Linked DNA regions of Zea mays: region 2 is linked to region 1. Evidence: chromatin contacts called from public Hi-C data. All regions are on one chromosome and are shown on one strand. Each heading gives the region's core, a stretch centred on a gene start, on an enhancer-like site or on the middle of the called end of the contact. The rest is flanking DNA. Distances are from core to core; before and after follow the strand shown.

Region 1 (5,323 bases), core at 80-2,579:
AGAGGCACACATTGACCTAGGACGATGCGATTGTACTTGCACGAGGAGTAAATTGACCATCAACGGGGAATAACATAATAATAAGAAAAAGAAACACATCTACTATAGAATGGAACAAAAAGAAACACGACGCGTCCCAATATATACATTGACTGCGATCAAGGTAGCCCATTTATACAGCGCCAACAAGGAGTAGAATTCACGGTAGGTACGTACACGTACACGTACGGAATGTACGTATGTAGTATTTCAACTTGTTTTTATTACAGTGGCTTTAATTTGTGCATCCTGGAGAATCTCAAAGTTACCAATCTTAAAATTTGCTTAACTTTTAACAATGTGTACCAGGGAGGGCTTGAGCACCGCAGCCCTATGCTATGCACCTGCGCTCCCAATACTAGTCGGAGTAGACTAGTAGGAGTAGATTTTCTGTCTCTCTCACACACTCTCTATGCCTGCGTGTTTGACTGCACCTCAGCCAGCCTAGATGCTAGGCTACTCACGCTGGACCATCCTCCTATAGTCCTAGCTATAGCCCCCCCTCCATGATAAAAGCTACCTACGCTTGCGTTACTGTGCTCTACTGCGCCACTGTGTGGTAATTTGGCAACAGTAAAATCAGAGATCATACGAGGGTTTTTCTTTTAGCTAGGGCTTGTCCGGGAGCCACGGGATCGAGGTCAGTTAGAATTCCTCGTTATTTACTCCCTCCAGTTTCCTATTAGTTGTCGTTTTGGATAAGGTTCGAGTCAAATTTATAAAATTTTAACTACAAATAACTATTTTATTATTTAGTTTTGGAACCTAATATTTATATGCATCAATTTGTCATAAAAAGTACTTTTATAAAAGTATAAATGTATTAAGAGTTCATTTGTATTTTAACAAAAAACATTGGTCAAAGTTATATTTTGAAGACCGTGTCGTTGTCCTAAACGACAACTAATAGGAAACCGGAGGGAGTAAAATTCAATAGTGTGAGATTTTAACCCCTGATCAATCCACTCCATTACTTTTACTTTAAACAAGGGTTTATAGAGAAAGAGGGAAAAGAACACTAAGGGCTAGTTTGACAACTTTACTTTCCAAGTGATTCTATTTTTTAAAGAGAAAAATAAACTAATTTCTTTTAGAAAAATAAAAATCTCTTGAGAAAATAGGCTGCAAAACTAGCTCTAAATAAATAATTAACTAAACAAATGAAAAGAAGGCGGCTAAAAGAAAGGAAACAAAAGGCAGCCTTATTTTCCCCCTTCTCTCTCCTTCCCCTGCCTTCTGCTACTATATAGCTCCCCCTCACCTTCCGTTCTAGAGAGAGAGAAGGGAGAGGCGAGGGAGCTCACCAGGAGAGAGGGGCCTGTGTGAGCATTGAGCAAAGCAAACGAAGCAGTACATACATCTCTCGCTCGCAGAGGCCCGGCCGGCCGGCTCCATGCAACAAGGGACGACGAGCGGTGGCGGTGGGCGATGATGATGATGATGGCGGGGGAGCACGTGCTGGCCGCTCTGGCCACCCTGCTTCTGGCCTCGCTCCTGACCCTGGTGCTGAACCACTTCCTGCCCTTGCTTCTGAACCCCAAGGCCCCCAGGGGAAGCTTCGGGTGGCCGCTCCTCGGCGAGACGCTCAGGTTCCTCACGCCGCACGCCTCCAACACGCTGGGCGGCTTCCTCGAGGATCACTGCTCCAGGTACACTGTGATACTAGTGCCGTTTGCCGCGCGCGCCGGCCGGCCCGGCGGCCCTTTTTTTCCCCCTTTCTTTTTTACCTTTTTCCACCGTCCGTGCCCGTGTTCCATGCACACGGACGGCTCCTAGCTGACTAGCCAACCGGCCGGCCATATGAGATGGATGGATGGATGGATGGATGGATCGATCGATCGGTCTTGTTACCGTGCAATTAAGTATCGCGCCATTATTTCATGTGACAGCAAAAGGTGACGCGCTGCCCGCCGGCCGCTGTCATGTCTAAGCTAGCAGCAGCAGCCTTTTTTCTCACGGTTTTGTTCTTGGGTCGTTCCGAGACCGGGACGACAGTAGTCTGATCTGATCTGAGAGAGTAGTAAAAAAAGAGGAGAAAGTAAACAACGGCGCTCGACGATAGATTTTACTTACATGCATGCATGCATGCATGGTCCTACTAGCAGCTAGCTAGCTAATGGCAGCATGCATTGTTGATATGCAGGTATGGGCGGGTGTTCAAGTCCCACCTGTTCTGCACCCCGACGGTGGTGTCCTGCGACCAGGACCTCAACCACTTCATCCTGCAGAACGAGGAGCGGCTGTTCCAGTGCAGCTACCCGAGGCCGATCCATGGCATCCTGGGCAAGTCCTCCATGCTCGTCGTCCTGGGCGAGGACCACAAGCGCCTCAGGAACCTCGCCCTCGCCCTCGTCACCTCCACCAAGCTCAAGCCCAGCTACCTAGGCGACATCGAGAAGATCGCGCTGCACGTCGTCGGCGCATGGCGACGGCACGGCGGCGTCAGGGTCGTCGCATTCTGCGAGGAGGCAAGAAAGGTTCGTCATGTTGCCTCTGCATCAATCTTTTTGCCATGGAGACTCTGTTTGACTTACCAGGATCGTTTCGTTTTCCTTTCCTATTTCCTCTGGGCCGGCCGCGCGTGTCCTCTGCTCTGTCCTTGAGAAAAGCACAGTTCGCATTCAGTGTGATAGTGAAGCAGGTGCTGGGGCTGTCGCCAGAGGAGCCGGTCACTGCAAGGATACTCGAGGACTTCCTGGCCTTCATGAAGGGCCTCATCTCCTTCCCCCTCTACATCCCAGGGACCCCATATGCCAAGGCTGTCCGGGTAATCATCCGCCACCATGTGTCTTTAGTAGCACATGCCATGCTTGCTTGCTTGCTTGCGTTCGTAAAGAGCATCCATGATCCATCTCTTCATTAGTATATGCGTACAATACATACATAGACACACACTATGCTTACATGTACATAACCGTGGCTACGTTTATTTTGTTGCGTAAATCCCAACGGCAGGCGAGAGAGAGGATATCCAGCACTGTGAAGGGCATCATCAAGGAGCGGAGGAGCGCTGGGTCATGGAACAAGCAGGGCGACTTCCTTGACGTGCTGCTGTCAAGCAACGAGCTATCTGACGAGGAGAAAGTGAGCTTTGTGCTGGACTCCCTGCTGGGAGGGTATGAGACCACCTCGCTCCTCATCTCCATGGTCGTTTATTTCCTTGGCCAGTCTGCTCAAGATCTGGACCTGGTTAAGGTAACGATAGTAATAATCATAATGTTTAATAATAATATCACTGTGAAAGCACAGCACAGCACAGGCACATCTTTTTTTTTTGTGCTGGTTTGGCATCATCAATAAATTATAAGCTATCCATGAACATGCAGAGGGAGCACGACAGCATAAGATCCAACAAAGGCAAGGAGGAGTGCTTGACTTCAGAAGACTACAAGAAGATGGAATATACCCAACAAGTGAGATAGATGACCATTCATTCAATCAATATATACATGATGCTAGTAGTATTAGAAATGGAAGTAGTAAATATGATAAATTTTTATTTCTGTGCTGTAAGTATGCTGCAGTATGTGGAATAGAAATGTTGTTGTCATTCATGCCCTTCACCTTCTTGATCGCAGGTCATCAACGAGGCGCTGAGATGCGGCAACATCGTCAAGTTCGTCCACCGGAAGGCGCTGAAAGACGTCAAATACAAAGGTGATGTAGCTAGATGAGCCCCCCGGCCCCAGTCCTGCTCCTGCATCGAGAGACTTTCGCTGCAGATTCCATCTGTGCTCATCACATGACAGTGGATCAGGCAGAGGGGATGGCCGCGCCTTTAAGCCTGATTTTTAAGCGATTGTTTTATGCCCAGAATAACCTCCTATAGCTTTTGCTAAACGAAGATGCTCAAAAAGCAAGTGGCTCTGCCTTTTGCTCTGTTGCAGAGTATCTGATTCCATCTGGCTGGAAGGTCCTACCGGTCTTCACTGCCGTTCATCTGAACCCCTCACTTCATGGAGACGCGCAGCAGTTTCAGCCCTGTAGGTGGGAGGTACGCTGCGCTCCCTTCTCAGGAGCTCAGACTCCTTCCTCATTACTACTGTTCTGCACTTGCCATCTAACTATAACGGCAATGATCCAATCATCCATGTTCCATGAATAGTGAAGGTTACCTTTGTGATAATATATATGGTGCTACTTAATCAAAACTGAATGAAATAATAGGAATCAAAGGCAGAGAACCTATCAAACAAGCTTATCAGGGGCTTTTGCTCTTAGGGAATCTTCTTTAAAGTGTGCACTCTAACTAATTGCTACCTTTAGTTAGTGTGTGTCCATCTGTGACATAGTTACTCTCAACTGTTCTGGTATGTTCAGATGGCAAGCATGCTGCCTGATGTAGTGCTTGTTGGTTGTTAATGGTCCTAACCATGATTCCGTTCGTTGAAAGCCAGCCCTCTGGGCTTTGCTCCGATTTTTTTTTTCTTCTTCAATGATGTTCATGGTCTCATTAATTTTGTGTGACTCATCTGATTGATGTATACCAGGGCACAAGCCAAGGGACAAGCAAGAGGTTTACACCGTTCGGTGGTGGCCCCCGGCTCTGCCCAGGATCAGAGCTCGCTAAAGTGGAGACTGCTTTCTTCCTCCATCACCTTGTCCTCAATTATAGGTAAATAAACAAAGGACGGTGTTATTAGTCCTAACTGAGTTGGTGGATTTTTGGCAAACCAAAGCACGGTACACCTGAACATCATGCAAAATTCTAACCAAACCTAAGGAAATCTTGTGGCAGGACAGACAGTGTTAATCCACATGCTAGGAAGTAATGGCAACAAGGTTATGACAGCACTGTTAAATGGAAAATATATTATGAGGAAAAAATGAACAAGGACTCACAATATCGAGATTGATAGTGTCCAACTAGTAAGAAAAACTATAGCAAGTGATGGCAACAAGGTTACGATAACAACTGGCCTCTCTAATTTATGTTTTTGTCAACAGGGACCACAGGTCTCAAAATAAATGTTTAACTAATTTTGGATCCAGGACTGTAGAGCATATATATCAGAAGATACCATACAGTACAAATATGGGCAGCTTTAGGTTTTCGACAAGTAGGCTATGCAAGTTGAGTGTTATCATACAAGATATAGAATTCTGAAATATGACCAAACCGCCAAAATGTTGCCCATGATAATCTTAAGCCAACTGAATGTTTAGTAATAAGGCGTTTCTTTCACTGTTATTGTTCTTTCAGAGTAGTAAAACTACTTAGGGCTTGTTTGGGACCAAGTGAAACAAAGAGAATTGAGGGGGCTATAATCCCTTGTTATTCAAA
Region 2 (5,207 bases), core at 209-2,708, 210 kb before region 1:
CAGTGTTTTTATCAGGCACAATGCTCAAGCCTCAAAAGCCTAGTAATGTAATGGACACAATATACAAGTCATAGGGTCAAATTCAATAAATTCAAAACTTATTGCATTCTCACAAATAGTACTCCCTCTGTCCGAAATTGTAAGTTGCTTTGGCTTTTCTAGGTACACTAGATATATGCCTGTGTACTGCACCATGGCCATAAACCTCAGTAATTGGATGCGGACGTGAGATCTGGTTTTCGTATCGAAATTGGGTAGGACGACAACACATGAGCTGTGAATGAAGGATGATTCATATCGAACACGGACACATGAGCAAGGATCAAGATTTGGTGTCACCAAGAGATGACGTCAGAGTCTTTTTAGGTGTAGAGATAGCAAGTTTAGTTCATAATATGTCATCAAATCCAAATAAGACATAATTAACCAAATTCTTATTTCCAAGTTGATGTTGTAATGTTTGCTAGGATCCTAGAACCAACTCGTTGTTACAAAATTACACACCAGGCAATCAAGTTGTTCTAGTAAAGCTCATGCCTTATTGCTTCACATCTCGTCTCATAAGACACTGATACATGTTCCACTTGGCATAGAAAGCAAGTGTTAACTTAATCAAATGACCGTTTGCCGCAGAGATTCAGCTGTGCGCGTGTGATCTATTTTGAGGGACCCTATTTCAAATTGATATATTACTATGCAGCAAACTAGCTAGCATGGGAGTAGTCATCAGCCACATTCAAACGGTAACACACTAACACATCATTATCTTTACATGTCATAAACAGACCATAGATGTTATGTCCTGTCCAAGATTTACCGGATTAACAATAACAACAGTGGGACTATGAAATCGGAAATCCTCCTACAAGAATCTAGATCAAGCAGGGTTTTGCTTCATGTCTTGAGCAACAGAAAATAATCGGTGCATAACTAATTAGTACTGCTGGAGACAAGTAGAGATTGAGGAGAGACACACAGAGATGCAGCTCACCTGTAACGCGGATCAACATCCCCGAGGCTGGCCTCGACGGAGCCGAGCACCAAACCAAACGCAAGAAGGGAAGCCAACGGAACCGCCCAGACGCTTCGACCCATCGCAGCGGACGCGGCCAGGGTCCTGTGAAATCCTAGTGAAATCAGGAAGAATACCCAGGAGGCCAGGACATATAGCGGACGGAGCAAAAGTAAGCAAATCAGGGTGCTTACTGGAAATGGCAACCCAGATCTCCACCTCTACGGCTCCACGGAGCACAATGGTTACACAATAATAGTACGAACAAAATGGATTGCGCAGGCAGGACCGGTGGCCAGCTTCCCGCGGAGCAAGGGGGCAATTGAGCGGCAAAGAAGGAAAGAGGGAATTCAATGTCGGTCGACCTCCACTCCGCGCGCCGGCCGGCCAAGGAAAGGGGAGCAGGACGAGGGAGAATCAGGATGGATCATGGATGACCTCCTGAGTACCTGACCACCAGCTCAAGAGATAGCCCCAGCTCTGCCCCCGAGTCCCGACGAGGCGGCGCGCAGCCGCTGACTGCTCACTGCTGACCAGGCGACCAGGGGTGCGAGATCGCCTGCTCGACTGTACGTGGGCTGGGCCGCCGGAGTAGACTGGCTGTGACAACGATGGGGCCCCGCCGTCTCGTTTCAGCCTAGTCCAAACCTCCTTCAACCGGGAAAAGAATCCATAAACTGCTACATGGAACGACCATAAACTGCTACATGAATTGATAAACGGAATAATGGTTAGAAATAAAAACTACAGCTCTCTCGAAGCAAGATGCACAAGGTTATCCCTGTAGTGATTTCATTTAACCTTTATCTTCATTAGATATCCCATCATATTAACAAGTATGATGACACGAAGATTCATAAGGAGAGAGAGAAAGAGAGTTTATAGAAGGTGATAGAGTTTTTTATATGAAACTTATGATGTATAGTTTTATAGACAAAAAAATGATGTGACGTTTTTGAAACGGTTCAATAAAAGTCTGCACCAATGGGAAGAATAGTATAATAGAGACAAGTAATTTATTATAAGTTAAATTGTAAAAGTCAAATTATTCAATAAATGTTTTCTAGTATTTTTTTAAAAAAAATATGTAGCACTAAAGTTTGCCCATTTCGTTGACGTTTTTTATCCAAACATCAATGATCTCTATATCGCGCTCTCGAAGAATGAGATCTTGGGGACCTCTCTGCGAGGAGCCAGACGATTCGTGATAGGTCACCAGACGATCCGCGGTTGAACACCAGTTCGTCCGTCGTGGAGCAGATAACTACACTCTTCTTTGTAGGTACACGGACCGTCTGCATGTAGACGGCGGACCGTTCGGGATGGCGCAGAGGGCTTCATGTATAACCTAGATCTCGCCTTCCAATAGAGACCCTATAGAAGAGGAACAGTTTCCCATAGGTCATTACGATAACCATGCAAGAGTTAAGAACTCCAGCCTAAATTAATCTAATCGCGGACTGTTCGGGCTACTCTTACAGACTGACCGGGCCACAACGTCGGATTGTCCGATCGTCCATGTGCCAAATTCCTTCCTTTATATTCTCATCCGCTCTCGGGTTACGATGTCCTATGCGCCACCCTGCGGTTGGACCGTTACAGAGTGGACGGTTGACGCCGACCCGTTAGTGATAGGGTAGGTGATGCGGACATCAACACCAACACGAGCACATCTACACCAGCAGCACCTTCTCTAGCCCAGGCGCCACCCCTTCCACCTGGGCCAGTGACTCGGGCCCGTGCAAGAGAATTGAACTACATCATGTTGTTAAAGAACGAAGGCCCGGAAGAATAGACGACCAGCCCAATTGCGGCCCATAATGGACGACCTAGGGTTGGCCGCCCCTAGGGGCTGCGCCCCCTCTCTATTTATTCAGGAGCTGCGCCTCCTTTATTTTCGGAGTTTTGTTTTACGTTAGCCTTAGCTACTCTCGAACACGCGCAAATCTGCGCTGTCTTCGTGTATTCAGAACTCCACCCTCGAGTAATAGATTAGATTGCTCGCATCTTGTTCTTGTTCGTTCTTCGATTGCGCACAGGAAACGATCTTCGTGATCAGGCCGATCTCGCATCAGCAAGGTCGGTAACCACAGGGAGTTGGTTCAGCGATTGCATTGGCGCCTCGGGCTTGCTCGTCGTAGTCGGATCGCAAGGGCCATCTTCCGCCAAATCGGAATTATCTCTACTCGCCGAAAGATCGGGCACCTCAGCTACATCAATTGGTATCAGATTTCCAGGTTGATCGGTGAGTTTATCGAGCGTTTTTTTTCCTACAGTCCACAAAACCACATAAAAATTCAGGTTAGATCTTATCCCAGCACCCTTTTGAGCCTCGCACTTTCTTTCAATAATCTGCATTGTTGAATTTGTGTGCTTTCGCGTTTCCTTGTTGCTGGTTGCATTGTGTTCTTCCACCATTCAAATCCTAGCGCCGCCACCATCTCCCGTTTGATCACGCCACAAACCGAGTCAACATCGTCTCCTTGTTTTTCTCCTTCGGTTACGTCAAAAAGAAAACAGAAAAAACAAACCGAGTCAACAGCCGTTTCCTTGATTTTCTCCTTCGGTTACGAAAAAAAACAGAAAAAAAACAAACCGAGTCAACGACCGCTTCCTTGTTTTTCTCCTTCGGTTACATAAAAAAACAAAAACAAAAAAAAGAAAACGAAGGAGAAAGGATACGGTTGTTTCATCCCGGTAGTTTTTAAAACATAACTTGAGGTACCTTCCGTAAACCGGGCATAACTTTTCGCTCGGGTGTCCAAAAAATCTGAAATTTTTACAGGAGCTTGTTGACACCATTCTGAGCCCGGCCAAACTCACCTTTGGTCTGTTTGGTTTCGACAAAATTGTCAAAAAAATTCAGGAAAATAAAGAAAAAAATTCGTCAACGTTCTCGCACGCTTTTCAGAGAACTTCCTGATTTTCTATAGACCACATCTGATATCTGTTTTAGGTGAAACTGCGTATAGCTCCTATCTTGTTGCTTCTTGTGCTGAGAAAAATATCAAAAAAATTATACAAACAAAGAAAAACAAAATCACCTGTGATTTCTACTAGTGCCTTTTTGGCATCACTAGTACAATATTTACGGTACTGCCATTCTGCTAGTTCCATCCATCCTTTGCACCTGTGGCCAGCAATATAGTTTCGTGTTTTGCACTATAATTCAACTTTGCATTATTGTTTGATCGTGCTAATCCTTGACTTGAGTGCAGCCTACCCACAACTCCACATATTTCTACGACGAGCAGGTTTCTGTTTCTCCACGCAATCGCTCATCCAATCTTTCACCGGTTCCACCTGTTGATTGCAGTTCACCACTGTGGCTTGGTAAGAACGGATAAGAACTTGATAACAGCACTAGTGTGAGCGCCTTGTGAGCAGTACACCCCTGTTTTTGTCGTTGGTTTTTCTCCTTTTGGTGTTTTGGTGTTTGCGCTAACTATGGCAGGAGCACACGACATGGTGGATGCCCAGTTGCAGGAAGTAAGGGGACAAGTTGATGGACTTGCTGCTGACATTAGGACGATGCATTAACGGCTTGATTCAACGATCACTTCGACGACCGAGCGTTTCAACCAACTTGACCTTGCTCAAACGGCGACTCGCACCACACTCGACACCATCCTGGCACGCCTTGATGCATTGACCACAAAGATGGAGCAGGAATACGGCGGTGACACTGAGCAGGACGATGGAGATCGCCGTGGTCGTGCACGTCGTGTGGTTCGACATCCCCCTAATGACTTATTTTCTAAGATTAAATTTAAAATTCCATCTTTTAATGGTAAATATGATCCTGTTGCATATCTTGATTGGGAATTAGAGGTAGAACAGATATTTTCATGCCATGATATTCCTGCTAATAGCCAAGTGAAGGCTGCCATTAGTGAATTTACTGATTTTGCTTTAATTTGGTGGCGTGAGTATAAACAAAAACTTCCCATTAACAGTGTCATTACTTGGACCCAATTAAAAACTGCCATGCGCCACAGATTTGTTCCTTCCTATTATGCTCGTGATTTGCTTAACAAAATGCAGCGTTTTCAACAAGGTTCACAATCTGTTGAGGAATATTACCAGGAGTTGCAAAAGGGTATGCTTCGTTGTGGTTTGGTTGAGTCAGATGACGCTGCTATGGCGCGTTTTCGTGGTGGTTTGAACAGGGAAATTCAGGATATACTTGATTATA

The links. A called contact is a pair of places that touch in the nucleus more often than the background predicts.
Region 2: a contact with region 1 is called in a Hi-C map of leaf, with 8 times the contacts expected there. The contact joins the promoter of LOC100274102 here to the promoter of LOC100217085 in region 1. A contact is called at or near these places in 16 of 25 Hi-C or Micro-C datasets (bundle sheath, ear, endosperm and 5 more) and 2 of 3 datasets of contacts at active chromatin or transcription factors (leaf and seedling).

What each region holds. Positions count from the first base shown.
Region 1 is chr2:41,039,327-41,044,649 of Zm-B73-REFERENCE-NAM-5.0, reverse strand. It overlaps LOC100217085, which reads left to right and starts at 1,329. Exons shown (of 9, transcript NM_001143454.1): 1 at 1,329-1,688; 2 at 2,183-2,516; 3 at 2,654-2,806; 4 at 2,995-3,234; 5 at 3,366-3,452; 6 at 3,618-3,696; 7 at 3,927-4,033; 8 at 4,530-4,654. The coding sequence starts at 1,468.
Region 2 is chr2:41,248,563-41,253,769 of Zm-B73-REFERENCE-NAM-5.0, reverse strand. It overlaps LOC100274102 (Per1-like family protein), which reads right to left and starts at 1,458. Exons shown (of 6, transcript NM_001148481.1): 1 at 1,207-1,458; 2 at 992-1,117. The coding sequence starts at 1,095.